4 separate regions of the Mus musculus genome follow, and regions 2, 3 and 4 are each linked to region 1. A link is a contact called in public HiChIP or PLAC-seq data. All regions are on one chromosome and are shown on one strand. The core of a region is the stretch at or near the end of the contact, and the rest is flanking DNA. Distances in the headings are between cores, read along the strand shown. Region 1 has its middle 27 kb from the start of Gm46653. Region 2 has its middle 22 kb from the start of Smndc1. Region 3 has its middle 27 kb from the start of 4833407H14Rik. Region 4 overlaps Rbm20 (RNA binding motif protein 20).

Evidence for each region. HiChIP or PLAC-seq counts read pairs in DNA pulled down with a chosen protein or histone mark.
Region 2: a contact with region 1 is called in an HNF4G HiChIP or PLAC-seq map of pancreatic cancer cells. The contact joins two enhancer-like sites. A contact is called at or near these places in 1 of 15 datasets of contacts at CTCF or cohesin (large pre-B cells), 8 of 484 Hi-C or Micro-C datasets (the AML12 cell line, CD4 single positive thymocytes, ECoMG myeloid progenitors and 4 more), 6 of 115 datasets of contacts at active chromatin or transcription factors (the 230-238 cell line, embryonic stem cells, epiblast stem cells and 2 more) and 4 of 9 other capture datasets (adipose tissue, embryonic trunk, liver and 1 more).
Region 3: a FOXA1 HiChIP or PLAC-seq map of pancreatic cancer cells shows a contact between it and region 1. The contact joins two enhancer-like sites. A contact is called at or near these places in 3 of 115 datasets of contacts at active chromatin or transcription factors (the 230-238 cell line, embryonic stem cells and pancreatic cancer cells) and 3 of 9 other capture datasets (adipose tissue, liver and pancreatic islet).
Region 4: a contact with region 1 is called in an H3K27ac HiChIP or PLAC-seq map of heart atrium, with 4 times the contacts expected there. The contact joins two enhancer-like sites. A contact is called at or near these places in 7 of 115 datasets of contacts at active chromatin or transcription factors (embryonic fibroblasts, embryonic limb bud, embryonic stem cells and 4 more) and 4 of 9 other capture datasets (adipose tissue, embryonic stem cells, liver and 1 more).

What each region holds. Positions count from the first base shown.
Region 1 is chr19:53,647,371-53,650,746 of GRCm38.p6, reverse strand. No RefSeq gene overlaps it. Among named protein-coding and RNA genes, the nearest start is that of Gm46653, 27 kb to the left of the region's middle. Within about 2 kb of position 1,731, at least 80 of the 459 cell types and tissues checked have an H3K27ac peak or open chromatin away from gene starts, as enhancers often do. A contact at or near this core is called in the AML12 cell line, embryonic stem cells, extraembryonic endoderm stem cells and 3 more, where this site is marked.
Region 2 is chr19:53,410,547-53,413,922 of GRCm38.p6, reverse strand. No RefSeq gene overlaps it. Among named protein-coding and RNA genes, the nearest start is that of Smndc1, 22 kb to the right of the region's middle. RefSeq lists an enhancer at 454-2,888. Within about 2 kb of position 1,577, at least 140 of the 459 cell types and tissues checked have an H3K27ac peak or open chromatin away from gene starts, as enhancers often do. A contact at or near this core is called in the AML12 cell line, embryonic stem cells, pancreatic cancer cells and 1 more, where this site is marked.
Region 3 is chr19:53,432,364-53,435,739 of GRCm38.p6, reverse strand. No RefSeq gene overlaps it. Among named protein-coding and RNA genes, the nearest start is that of 4833407H14Rik, 27 kb to the left of the region's middle. Within about 2 kb of position 1,534, at least 99 of the 459 cell types and tissues checked have an H3K27ac peak or open chromatin away from gene starts, as enhancers often do. A contact at or near this core is called in pancreatic cancer cells, where this site is marked.
Region 4 is chr19:53,799,092-53,802,467 of GRCm38.p6, reverse strand. All of the region lies in intron 1 of Rbm20 (RNA binding motif protein 20), which reads right to left. Among named protein-coding and RNA genes, the nearest start is that of Gm30890, 14 kb to the right of the region's middle. Within about 2 kb of position 1,692, at least 148 of the 459 cell types and tissues checked have an H3K27ac peak or open chromatin away from gene starts, as enhancers often do. A contact at or near this core is called in extraembryonic endoderm stem cells, heart atrium and pancreatic cancer cells, where this site is marked.

The DNA of each region.
Region 1 (3,376 bases), core at 482-2,981:
AAGAAAACCTGGTCTCCATCCAAGATGGTTTCAAAACAGAAATCCAGGTCCTTAGGTGGTAACAAGGTTTAATTGGTCGGAGGTCAGGTTCTAAAAGGCTTGCTTATTGGTGGGGGCTTGAGGAAGGTATGCCCACATAGAAGACCGAAGAGACATCTGGTCCAAAACATGAAAGCCACTCATGTGACAGTTTGGATTCTGAGCAAGGCCACTGTGGCTTTCCGTACTGGCTGGGCTAGAGACAAGCAGTGACTGGGGTCATCTTAGTTTCAGGAAAAGTTCTCTAAAATCCAGTTTATCCACTTCACAGACCCACAGACCAGCATTTGCTCTGTCAGAGGTCTTAGTAGGTCTGACTGTGCTCGGGGGCAAATTCCCCTGGCTATCTGGGCTTGCCTAATGAGATTTAAAAAAAAAAAATCACACTTCACCAACCATTCTGTATGTTTTTTTTTTTAATAAGATTTTTATTTATGAGTATGTGTATGTTTTTGGGTGAACATGCTGGATCCTGGAGCTGCAGTTACAGGTGGTATGTGGGTGTTGGGGACAGAACCACAGCCTTCTGCATGAGCAGTCACGGTTACCGGCGGAGCCATCTCCCCAGCTCTTTGTTAGTTGCTTTCTCATCACCGTGACCAAAGTACTTGAAAGAGACAAACTCAGGGAGGAAATGTTTATTTTGGCTCAGTTTCAGGGGGATTTCAGTCAATCACAGGGCGAGGCAGGGTGGAGTGGCTGTCCTGACAGGAGCATGAGGCAAGGCAGCTGCTCACATTTTAATGGACCAGGAAGCAGGAATAGATGGAACCTTCAAAGACTTGCCCCCAGTGACTTCACCCCACTTCCAGACCCCAGCCCTTCAGGGCACAGCTGGAGACCAGTGAACAAACAGACCAGGGCTTCAGTCTGTGAGGCCACTGTGAATCCAAAGTACAACCCTCCAAGTGACCACAATGGAGCAGAGACTGCAGCACGGACTCATATGAAAACCTTTCTGGTTTGCTAATGAGACAGGATGGATGTGTGCCCTGCACATACACATGTCTAAAGGAGGTTCTGCTGTCCTACTCAGTCACCAGCTGCCCATTCCCAACGCAGTAAAATGGGTCGCTCAGCTTCGCTTTACCACCTGGTCACCATGCTCTGTGGGTGGAGTGAATTGGGGCAGCACGAGTTTGTGGGAGAAGGTCCTTAAGCCACTCATCCACAGTGACAGAGCATCACCTCTGGTGAAACTTGGAAGTGGCAGGACCTCTTAGGATGGCTTTTCGTGGCTTGGTAGGCAATAGGGTAGAACAGGTCTTCCTGGGGTGTCCAGAGATCACACAGTGACTGCTACCAATAATTCGAAAACACTAAGTGGATTAAAATGCCAAAACCACAGGACACAGAGGGAACTTAGAAACCATACATGAAACAGAACGAAAGGCAACCTCTGCTTTAGGAATGCCAGGCTGCAGAGAACCAGGATGCCTCTGCGCTTAAATGAGGACTCAGAAGGCAGAAGGAACAAAGGAGCAAGCGCGTGCTCTGCAGAGAATAAGCAGGCCTGGCGTGAGGAAGGGTTGCCATCTTTACAACACCCAGGCTTCCTGCTGTTTCCGGAACAGTGACACAACCTGTTGTGAGCGCAGCAGGCACCTTTGCCCCAAAGCTCACTTAGGAGTGAGCTGCAAGCAGTTAACACTTCGCTCATAAAGTGCTGCCCCAGAGGTCTCAGTTATACCACACCCTGACCTCACAGCGGCTGCAACTCTAGCGAGGAATCAGTGTGGAAGAAAACCTGAGATCCCAAATCTGAGGGGTCAGCATGTATCAAGGGCTCCCTCTAGTGGCTACGGGGAAAACAGCTTGAGATTTAGGCTGAGAGAAAATGGAGCCCCTACACAATGCTGAAGAAAGCACCTTTCTAACTGTGAGGAGGCAAGGTAGGCTGGAAACGGCTCCCAAGAAGTCTTTGCCTTAAGTGGCACTGTACATCAGACATTAATAGGCTCTGACACTCTAGTCCCAAATAATTTGGCTCTAAACCCATGTCCTTCAGGCTTTGGGGCTCTATTATATCACCACCACCACCACCACCACCACCACCACCACCACCACCACCACCACCACCACCACCACCACCACACACTTGCTTCTCTGCACACACACCAGAAGGTGTCTGATACCTCGGGACTTAGTTACAGGCAGCTGGAAGCTACCCGATATGGATTCTGAGAACCAATCAGCAAGCGCTCTTCTTAACAGCTGAGCTATCAATTTTAATGGCTGAATAATTTCTTGAAGACACTCAATTACACAGTCCATCAAAGATAATGTTCAAACGTTAAGGTCTCTGGAAAACTCATACCACAGTGTGCCAACCTGACAGAGTAAATATATCCACATTCTTTTTGCAACCCTAATCTCCACGCTGCCTCGTGTTCTGTGTAGCTACTGGCTGCCACAAGGCCTCTTACACCCAGGAGACACTCTGTCTCTAGGAAGGGGTGCCTGTCGGCCACACGGTGGCAGATTTATAGATAACACTGGCACCTTCCTTGCAGAAGCCTGGCAACTGGAGGTAACTCAAGTCTCCCTGGGACATGGGTAAGTGTGACCTAAGTGTTCCTAAGTTGGTGAGTTCTTTAAACAAACAAACAAACAAAAAACTAACAACAAAAAAAGGCAAAGGGCAGAGACAAAGTGAAGGTGGCAATCATCTATAACCTTAAAATTCGTCTTTGTGTAACGTGCAAGGCCACCTGCAAATAAATGTGTGAGTTTCTTGAGAGAAGGGACCCACGGCTTGGTTCTGTTATCTAAGTGTGCTAATATGTTCACTTGGGCCACCTGCCTGATCTGGGCTTCACATCTCATCTGTAAAATTAGAATATTAAACTAAAATAAAGAAATGCATCTCTGGAACTAAATATATTCTAACTGCAAGGTCCCGTTATTTTTAGCTTAATGTGCAAACACCAAAGCCATATTTAAAGAGGACTTGCTTTGCCAAACCTGAGCTCTAGACAAACCAATGTTTCTTGTAGAGATGTTAATCTACTTTATCAAGATTTAACGTGACCCAAGCCGTAACCTATTTCTAGGCAAGGCTACGACTAAACCAGATTTCATTGGCGTTGCTTTTCCCAGGTGAAATTAGACACAGGGCAGCAGGGCCCCACCCTCACAACAGGGCAATGCTATCCAACAACACAGCATATAGAGAGAAAATGAACCCTCAAGGAGGCACAGCTGCCTACAGGCAGTGCCCACTCTGCGAAGCCAGCAGCTCGCTGCTGTGGCCTGTAAGGACCACTGGCTCGGACAGCGAAGTCTCCTCCCAAACACCATCCAACCAGCAGGCTCCTGCGAGCTGAATGGAGAACTA
Region 2 (3,376 bases), core at 328-2,827, 240 kb after region 1:
GCGCGCGCGCACACGCGAGTGTCATCTGTGTTCACGTGCCCACAGAAGCTAGAATCAGGTATGAGAGAGATAGATCCCTTGGAGCTGGACTTACAGGCTGTTATGAGTTAAACTCTGGTCTTCTACAAGTGTGGCACATATTTAACCAACGAGCCTCTAGACCATAAATTTAGCAACCTTTGTTTTGTTTTCGTGAGACAGGCTCTTAATCAGCCAGTTAAAAAAAATAAACAGGGCTGGTGAGATGGCTCAGTGGGTAAGAGCACCCGGCTGCTCTTCCGAAGGTCCGGAGTTCAAATCCCAGCAACCACATGGTGGCTCACAACCATCCGTAACGAGATCTGACTCCCTCTTCTGGAATGTCTGAAGACAGCTACAGTGTACTTACATATAATCAATAAATAAATCTTTAAAAAAAAAATAAACAAACGAATGCCCAGTAAATAGTAGCTGGCATGTGATCGCCTCCTTTCAAACCATAGCCCTATGTCATAGCTCCAAAGCCAGTGGCCATCAGAGCCACTTGGGGAGATTTCTATGTAACGCCTAGGAACCGAGAAATTCCTTACAATACAGAAAGAACTTATTACCCCAAGTTCCCCGTGCCTGTCGTATCCATCCAAATTTAGGGACCACTGGCCTCAGGTATGCCATTTCTGTCAAAATGTGTATATTCTGTGGTGTTTGTCCCAATGGCCTGTCGAGATGCTCAAAAGAAGCTTCGTGGAAGACAGAGAAGGGCTAATTCAGTGATGGCATACGTTGTCTATCTCTGAACTTAATCTGGAGAGAATTTAACAGTGTCTGTCTACATTGAACTTAACCCCAACCTCCTTTAGAGCTTTCCGTGTTGGTTTGGAGGTGGTGGTGGTGGTGGTGGTGGTGGTGGTGGTGGTGGTGGTGGTGGTTGAGACTCACTATGTAGCCCTGGTTGGATTGTAGGTTGTTATGTAGATCAGGCTACCCTGGAATACACAGAGAGCCACCTGCCTTCGCCTCTTCCTTTTACTGAAAAAAGAAAGGATGTGAACGTGTAAAATTAGACTCTAGGTCATCATAAAATTGTTTCTTGGCACTTCCTGGGGGGGGGGGGGGAATCTCATGCCACCTTAAGAAGAAAGCTTTTCAGGTTGGTCAGAGCCCAGTGGTGGCCTCTGACCCTGGAGAAAGGGACCTGCCCCCCCTGTTTGCTTACTAGGGAGGGCCTTAGACAGTGAAATGATGGAGAACAGGGCTGTTTCCCACACTCAGACTTACAGCCAGCTGAAAAAAAACACAGAAAGGCACCACAGAAAGAAAAGGACAAAGAGCTGGGGTGTGGGGGAAGGGGTTGGGAAGGTAAGGCCTGGCTCCCCGTGGTGGTCCCCAACCAGCCTCCGGGACTTTAAGAAACCAGCTCTCCACACAATCTTTCCCCTGTTTCTCTAACCTAGAAATAGCACAATGGAGCACGGTTGTTCCATTGCATTCTTCCTGCGGAGAGGGAGCAGGGAGTTCAGGACTCCTTGCAATCTGAATCTCAGGAATGCAGAAGAAACAGCCCGCCTCCTGCCTTGGAACTGAGCCTCTATTGAAATTTGACTCATCCTTAGCGGGGTTTATTGTGTTTTCTGCTCTCTTTCCTTGTGACACACAGCCCTAGGTGAGTAATGCTCTCTGCCTGAAGAGGAAAAAAATAGATCCCCAAATGCCTTCCATTATGCTGAAGGCCTTGTCACCAGCTGTGGTGGCAGGGGGTGTGGTGACCATCCATTAGCACAGGCAGACTCAGAACCCCGGACTCCCTCTACTGAGGCTATTTATGATTCTGAGAACCCAGGCAAGGATAGAAAGCCCACCCCCACACACAGAGAAGGCTAAAAGGCCTCCTGGAAGTCAGAATGGTCAAGAGTCCTTAGCTGTGGGAAATCTCAAAGGCCCCCTGAAGGGCACAATTAAACCTACGGTCTGCTGCCTCACCTGGCCTGGCCCCTTCTCATAGCTGTAAAGACCACCTTTTCACCCAACTAGAAACAACTAATATTTGTCGAGTTCCTGTTACATGCCAGGCACAGGGTGGAACATTTCCCGTTGCTGTTATGTTATCCACACACAGAGAACATGGATGCACAGCCTCATGAGAACATCCGCTTGGTTATATTCGAGTGTTTGAATAATGATCAAGCAAAGTGCTGTTGCTTCCTTTGCTTGGCTCTACAGACCATCAAAGCTTCATTCCCGAGCCGGTACTCCTGACAGATGGATGAGCCCAGGCTTCCTCAAGACGTTTTTTGTGACTATCAACAAGGAAGAGAAGAGTTTGCAGTCACTATTGGCGAGATGACAGAAAGCACAGAGAATAAATGCTTGCCCTGTGTGCTCACACCCCTACCCACCCCCAGGAAACTTGGGGTTGGGGTGTCGTGATATGGGTCAGTAGGGAAAGCGTTGGCTATTAGTTTGGAACCCTGGCTTCCACATAAGGTCTGAGAGCTCTGTCACTCCAGTGTTGGGTGGGGAGGGCAGAGGCAGGCACAGCCCCAGGGGAGCCAGCAAGCCAGTCTTACTAAAGCAACAAAGCTCCGGGTTTAATGAGATTCAGTATCAGAAAATAAAGGGAGAGAAGGTCTTGAAGAAGCCATTCCAGTGTAAGACCTCTGGCATCCACATATACCCAGTGGGTGAATGTCCGTCCTGTCCCGTCGTGGTCCCCCCCCCCCCCCCACAGAAACTTGTTTTTATTTGGATATTTTGTTTCTAAAACAGGGTCTGAGCTGGGGGTCATTAATCCCAGCACTCAGAAGGCAGAGGCAGATGGATCTCTGAGTTTGAAGCTAGCCTGGTTTACAGAGTGAGTTCTAGGACAGCCAGGGCTACACAGAGAAACCCTGTCTCTACAACCCCACCACCACACACAAAAACAAAACAAACAAAAACAACAAAAGAATGGGGTCTGTAGGCCAGGCTGCCCTCAACCTCCTTATGTGGCCACGGATGATCTCCGACTTCCAACCCTATGATCTCCGACTTCCAACCCTCCCCCTCTCAAAAGCTGGGGTCTCAGGGGATTCCACACCCTTGCTTGATTTATAAGTGTTGGAGATGGAACCCAGGGCTTCAACCTTGCCAGGCAAACACTCTACCAAACAAGATATATCCCTAGCCAAGGCACAAGGACACACATTCTAAAGTGTAATAAAAAAATTAAAATTAAAAGCAAAAAACAAAGCAAACTCTCTCAAAACCCCTAGTCAGCTAAAAGTCTCCTTTAAGTTCTGTGATACCAGAAACACCTTCTCACCTTCTGGACTTGATCTATCCAGCTGGAGCTACACTGGGAGAAAATTAAATGTTGTCTCAACGGCACTTTCTTATTCAGCTAATTGATTTTTTTTTT
Region 3 (3,376 bases), core at 285-2,784, 210 kb after region 1:
GTATCGGTAGTGCCTACACTGTCACAGTGTTGGTGGAAAAGAGCACTACAGGTAAAGCAGGAGGCTGAGGACTAACCCAGAGCTCACCAAATACCACTGGTGTTCTTACCATGGCTGCTTTTGGTGTGCCAGGGCTTCATGTCTCGTGCCCACTCCAGTCATGTGAGTGCCTCTTGCCACACAGGCCCTCAGACCTGCTGGACACATGAACTTGCTGTTCTGGGATCTTAGAGCCTAGATACCACCCGATAGCTTCTCGATCTTGAGCTGCTTTCTTTGGATCTTTACGTCACACTTTCCTTATGTACAAAATAAAGGTAGCATGCTACTGTGAAAAGGACACGACCCAACATGTGTGGGATGACGGTTGACACCTGTCCTTAGGGAAGCAAGGGTTATTTGTGTTCCCGCTCAGACACTAGGTCATAGCAGGGGCAGTGGGCTTGAGGGGGAGGGGTGTAAGTAGATGGCTCACTCGCTCTGGGAGCTTGAACATAGAAGCCCGGTTATCAGTAGAGAGAGGGGACCTCCCACACCAGGTCAACAACCCCGATCCTCCTACCTCCTTGGAAAATCTCTCACCTGTTCTTTGAATGAGGTCATCTCACTCAACCAGTGACCTGCACTGATAACAAACTCTCCAGTGACTCTTCCTGCCCCATTAATTTATAACATTCTATGGATACAAAACAGGAAACTTAAAAATATGGCCCTGGCTCTGGGCAGGTGAGGTGACTCAGCAGGTAAAGGCCTGGCAACCTGAGTTTGATCCCTGGAGCCAGTGGTGAAAGGAGAACTAACTTCTACTTACCAGCCACAGCATGCATGCATCAGTATATAGATAAATAAATAAATAAAATGTTAAACCTGGTTTCTCAGTGCTATCTTTAATAAACACCATCAGGGCATGGGGTTGAACATGTATGGAATGTCCTGTTCCCTGGAGACCCCCTCCTAAGGGGAGGCACCTTCATGGTGCATTAGCAGGTGGCTGTGGTGGTGGGGTGTGTGTGTGAAGGAGGGGCCTCTTGGAGGCGGGAGTCTTGGGATAGCTTCCAGGTCTTGGGAGAATGGATCTGCCCCTGGAACTCCAGATCGGTTCTATCTTTCCCTTTACACTCTCCTAAGGAGAGAATTAGGCTCTCCTGTGCCCCTGCTGTAGGGCCTGGTGCAACCCAAAGGCATGGCCGGGCATTCCTGGAGCCACTTGTCCCCTCCTCCTGCTTCCATTAGAAAGTTCTGTCCCTGTCAGCTGTAGGAGTCTCTGAGGATCTCCTTCCTGAGAGACAGCAGACTCCTTTACCTGTCCATCCGTCCGTCAGTTCGTCTGTCCATTTGTCCATCCACCCATTCATCCATCATCATCCACCCACCCACTTCCTCTGTGTGTTTTTATGTGCACAGAGGAGTGACAGAAGACTCAAGGTGACTCTAGCCTGGAGAGATGACTGGTAACAAATAAGGCAGAGAAGCAGGAGTTTCGAGAGAATCAGAGAGTTTCGAGAGCTTATGGGTAACAAACAACCAGGCAGAGGACCGGGGTTTCTAGGTAAAAGTCAAGTTAGTTTCTATTTCCCCTTCACACCACTTGGCTCTCCTCACGCCCACGGGGGAGTTTTCTCTGAAAGGGCAGCTAGCTTCTCAGGGGACTGCTCCTGCCCCATGGGTCTGAGTCAGCCCAGAGGTCTGCCAGTGATGACACAGCCCTGGACTCTCCTGAGAACTGCTCTGTGTCACTTCCCTGAGACCTGGAGGGAGGACAGAAGAAGGCCCTTCACACAGCCTTTCTTCTAAGGAGAAATACTTTCTTCTACAGCAAATGCCATTCACGAGTGACCCGGAGTTCTTCGCTCCTTCAGGGCCTTTCCGCACGTGACACAAAATGCTGGAAACCTGAGGCTCTTCGTGACTGTTTGTTTCTCAAGTGTTGGCCTCTTCATTTCTCCTCACACAGAAATAAATTAGTCTACAATGAATAAATGTTGAAGTGGAGCCCAAGAGAAATGTGGCAGACATTGTGGCACACCTGTCCCTCACAAAGACAGCTCTCGGGTCAGCATGCACCGTTGAGATTTTAGGGTTGCTCCCCACCAGAACCCAGAGAAGCAGCCCATTTCACAGTCAAGGACACCAAGAGCTCAGAGAGGATTAAGAAGAGCTGAGGGCCAGAGACAGGGTAGATCTGCTGCCCAGGGCTTCCATTTGCATAAGGACAGGCCCAGAGAACCCAGACTAGGAAGGACTGGGCTGCAAGCTGCTCTAAGAGGGGCCTCTTCTTCGTACCAGGCTCCTGACATATGCCAACTCTGCCCAGCCCTCAGTCCCATCAAATTCCAAGATAAATGATGGGTCCAGTAATCAGTGGACTTCTGGTTTTCTTTCAATGCTAAATAAGATTTGGGCCCATCAGAGACTTTCCCAGTGCCCAGTCCTGGCTGGGCAGGAGACAGTGTTTTATCTTCTTTCTTGTGGAAATGGGCTAATAAGTGATTTAATTTCTATTTGAATCTACAAGAAAAATAGAGCAGTAAAGATGCTTTGCCATCCAAAGGGAAATTAGATCAACCTCAGTGGTCTGAATCAGAGGCCTCAGTGAGGAAGGAAGGAAGGATTGCAAACTCGAGGCTTGGCAGCAGAATGCTAACCAACATTCACAAGGTCCCAGGTTCAGTTCCCGGTAGCGGTTCTAACAGAGTTACGTTTAAAGGGGGAGATGAAGGTGTGACTTGGTGACAGAGCATTTGCCTAGCACGTGCGAAGACAATTTTGAATCAAAACCAAATATGCCTCTCATTGCCCACTGAGTTCCTGTGTACATGGGAGGGGCTTGGAGGGGCTAGCAGAGGCTAACAGGGGCTAACAGGAGCTGGAAGCAGGGGCTAGCCAGGGCTGGAAGGAGGAGCTAGGAGGAGCTAGCAGGAGCTAGCAGAGGTAACGGTTTCTACCAGCAATAATAGCCAAGTCTTATGAAAGGCACAATGAATCTCAGGCAGTCTGGCCTTTGCCTGGATCTCATTTAATCCTTAGAGCAGGAGGAAGATGATGGCCTCATTTTGCAGATGAGGAAAGCAGGGTTAGGGAGTGTCAGAGATAGGGTTTGGATTCTGGTCTGACTTCAGAAGTCTACACCCTGAGCCACGAACGCAAGATTCTCACTCACAGTGAGGTCTAGAAACCACCCGTGTGGGAATCTCCCAGGACTGACCAAAACACTCTGTCTAGGGTCCTGCTCAAACTCACCAAATCAGAACCTCAAAGAGTGGGACCAAGAAGCTGCCACCAGCAAGCTTTCCAGTCTTTCTAGGTCATTCTTATGCAAATAAACCTGGAGTCTCCTGCCTGTGTCAGTATCTACTGTGTGGTGACAAGGGACAGC
Region 4 (3,376 bases), core at 443-2,942, 150 kb before region 1:
AATGAGTGAAGTCATTGGTTCAGCCATATCAGCGAAGTGTCAGTCATGATAATGTGATTGCATCACAACTGGGGAGCAGGGGCTATGCTCAGAGACAGGTTTGAGACTTAGAACCATCCTAATTTTACCTCTCATAAGCTAGTCTCTCTGGGCCAGTACTCAGCTTCTATAAGGCCTTAGGTCCTCATCATTAAAAGGAAGACAGATGTATCCAGGCTTGTTCTGAGAGTGGAAGGGTGCATACCGTATTTAGCCCAGTTCCTACCACCCAGCAAGTAACCACTGCTATTATTATTCCTGCCGTTGTGTTATCGCTGCTAATATTATCCTTATCATTGTCACCCTGAGAACAGGCAGCATGGGAGCTCTGCCAACAAACAAGGAAGCTAAGAATGTGGAGATGTGAAAGTAGACAGAAAGGGAAGGGCAGGCAGGGGGTGGGCAGCTTCTGTCAGGAGAGAGCAGAGGTGGAGAGAGGCTCAAGCTGCAGAGATAGTGGCAACAGCCCTTGGGTGACCTCAACCAGGCAACAGCACATTGCAAGGCTGTTGAAGGTCCGTGCTGTGGCCCTGTACAGCGCAGCCACATGCTCGTCCCTGGTGATGTCCCCCTGACCAGCAGACAAGCCAGGAGCGTGTCAGTGCCCAACCAACAAAACCAACTTTGTTCACAGTGAGCACGATGGCTTCCCAGAGAAGCGATTCGGGAATTTAAAACCACTCTTGAGTTCAACTCAGCTCACTTTCCAGACTGTAACAAATGCGCCCTTGCTTGTTTGTGCTAAGATATAAACCATAGTCCAGGTGAGATTAATGAAGCCAGGCAGGAGTTACTGTTCACTGTGGGTACGACTTCACAGGAGACCCAAGTGCAACTTGCAGCTCAGGGGTCGGGCCTCTGCTGTCTCCTGGAAGCTAAATATCTCCTAGATCTTCATCTTTCCATAGTTAAATCTGACTGCACATATGCAGATCTTAGAAGAGTTCAGAGAAGCTCACCATGCCTCCAGGTGAAAGTGCCATGAACTTATGAGACATCCCCAAGTTTTCTACAACACTGTAATTCATAATTTATATTATTTACAATGTGTTTCAAGGAGAACCAGACAGGAGGAGTGCAAAGGCCCCAGATATAAAGAAAATGGGGGTGGAAAGGCTGGACGCACCCTACTGGACCAGTACCATTGTCTGCCCTGACTGCAATAAATGACATAACTACATGGTGATTAAAAGGGGAAAAACTAACTTTCCTGTAATGCTCTCAGAAACTGGGTCAGGCTATGTAGCACAGAGACGGGTTTCAAAATGCCAGGTTACAAAGATGCTAGCTCTGACAATCCAGGTCCTGTGCGGGCTGCAAGTTCGAAATTCTAGCTAAATGTCATAGATCTGAGAAGCAAGGAGTCTCAGAGATCATCTTGTGGTCACAACCCACCTGTCCAACACAGGGAGGAAAGCAAAAGCCAGGGAAGTTGATGAAATACAAAAGTCTCGTTGTTCCAACCCCAGTCGAACTCCTGAAGAGAGCAGAGCCAGGACTGGAGCCCCAGGGCTGGTGCGGGGGTGAGAGTGGAACGCAGCCTTCAGCAGGGGGGGTCTCTTCCTTCTTGGAGACAGGGAGGGCTGTTGCACACTCTCTTCACAAACAATGGTGTTGCTGGATCATCATTGGCTAGGCCTCTGTGACTAATTTCAAGATTACCGGGTCACTGCTGCTAACCCGTGTTTGGGCCTTTGCCACAACATTACCATAGGGTGATTCATATCACCATGACAGCTCTCCGAGATGATTCATAGCATCGATGATAATCCTGCGTTCTCTCTTTTGTTCTGGGCTTTTCACTTGGTAGGTTAATAGGAGTCGCCCACTGCTGCAACACACACATGCACACGCATGCACATACATTCACACACACACACACACACGCCCACGCCCACGCCCACGCACAATCAGTCTCCAGAGGAACCATATGGGTAGTGAGTTCAAATGTGATCATTTCCAGTTTACACTAAGAAGACTATATAGGTCAGACAGTGGTGTGCACTTCTCCACCCAGTACTCAGGAGGCTGAGGCAGGAGGATTGAGAGTTTGAGGACAATCCCGGCTATGTAAGTGAGACTTTGTCTCAAAACAAACAAACAGAAAACGAAAAGCACAAGACCAGGAAAGACATGGTGAGCCACCTGAGGTCATCCACAGAATAAAGGACTTTTAGTTGCATAACTGCCCACGGTCACTAAAGGGAGCGTCTAGCGCTTTATTTTCGGCCCAACTTCCCTATGTGACCTTTAGTCTCCTGTGCTCTGCACTGCTCTTATCAGACAGCGTGCAAGTCTCACGAAGAGGGCCTGGTGGTTTTCTAACTGACAGGGGTGGGACTGCCTTTCCTCTCAGGAGTGGAACTCAGCACGTGCATGAGGGAAATGATAAATCCATGCGTGCAGAGAAAGCAGTATGCGTTCCCCAGCGACCCACAAGACAGGCTTCCAGGGGGCCCAGCCATGTGACATGGTGACATGACAGACAGGGTACAGTCTCCTACACATCCATAACTGTCTCGGGATTGCTTGTATCTGCAAGGCTGTGTTGAACCAGCCTGCAAGTCTGGGGCAATTTTGGCCAATGTAGCCTCTAAGAATAACATACTCACTCTTCCTTTCTCCCATACCCTATCATTTTCTTTTTTTTAAGGCTTTCTTTGTTTTGAAGGGCTGGGGACATGTGGAAAACACATGTCTGCTACTGAGCCTCATCTCCCAGCTACTCATGTTTCTTTCTTTTAAAATACGTTTTATTTTATAAAATTATGCACCAGGTGTGGTGATGCACACCTTTCATCCCAGCGTTCAGGGAGCATAGGAAGGTTGATCTCTGTGAGTTTGAATTCAGCCTGGTCTATAAAGAGAGTTCCATGCCAGCGAGGGCTGCATAGTTAAGACCGTATCTACAGAAAAAGAAAAAAAAAAAAGTAAAAGATAAACAACTTAATTTTGTTGTTATTGATGTTTTGGTTTTTTGAAACAAGGTCTCTTGACCTTGTATACTGGGGAATTAGAAAGGGTCTCAGTATATAGCCCTGGCTGTCCTGGAGCTTACTCTGTAGACCAGGCTAGCCTTGAACTCACAGAGATCCTCCTGCCTCTACCTCTCAAGTACTAGTGTTAAAGACATGTGTTGCTATGCCCAGTTTATGACTTAAAATTATTATATTAGATGAAGAGATTTATTTAATATTCATGTTTGTTGTGAATTTTAAAAATATAAAAGTAAGCTAGGTGGTAGTGGCACATATCTTTAATACCAGTACTTGGAAGGCAGAGGTACGTGGATCTCTGAGTTTAAGGCCAGTCTGGTCTACATAACTAGCTCTAGGAT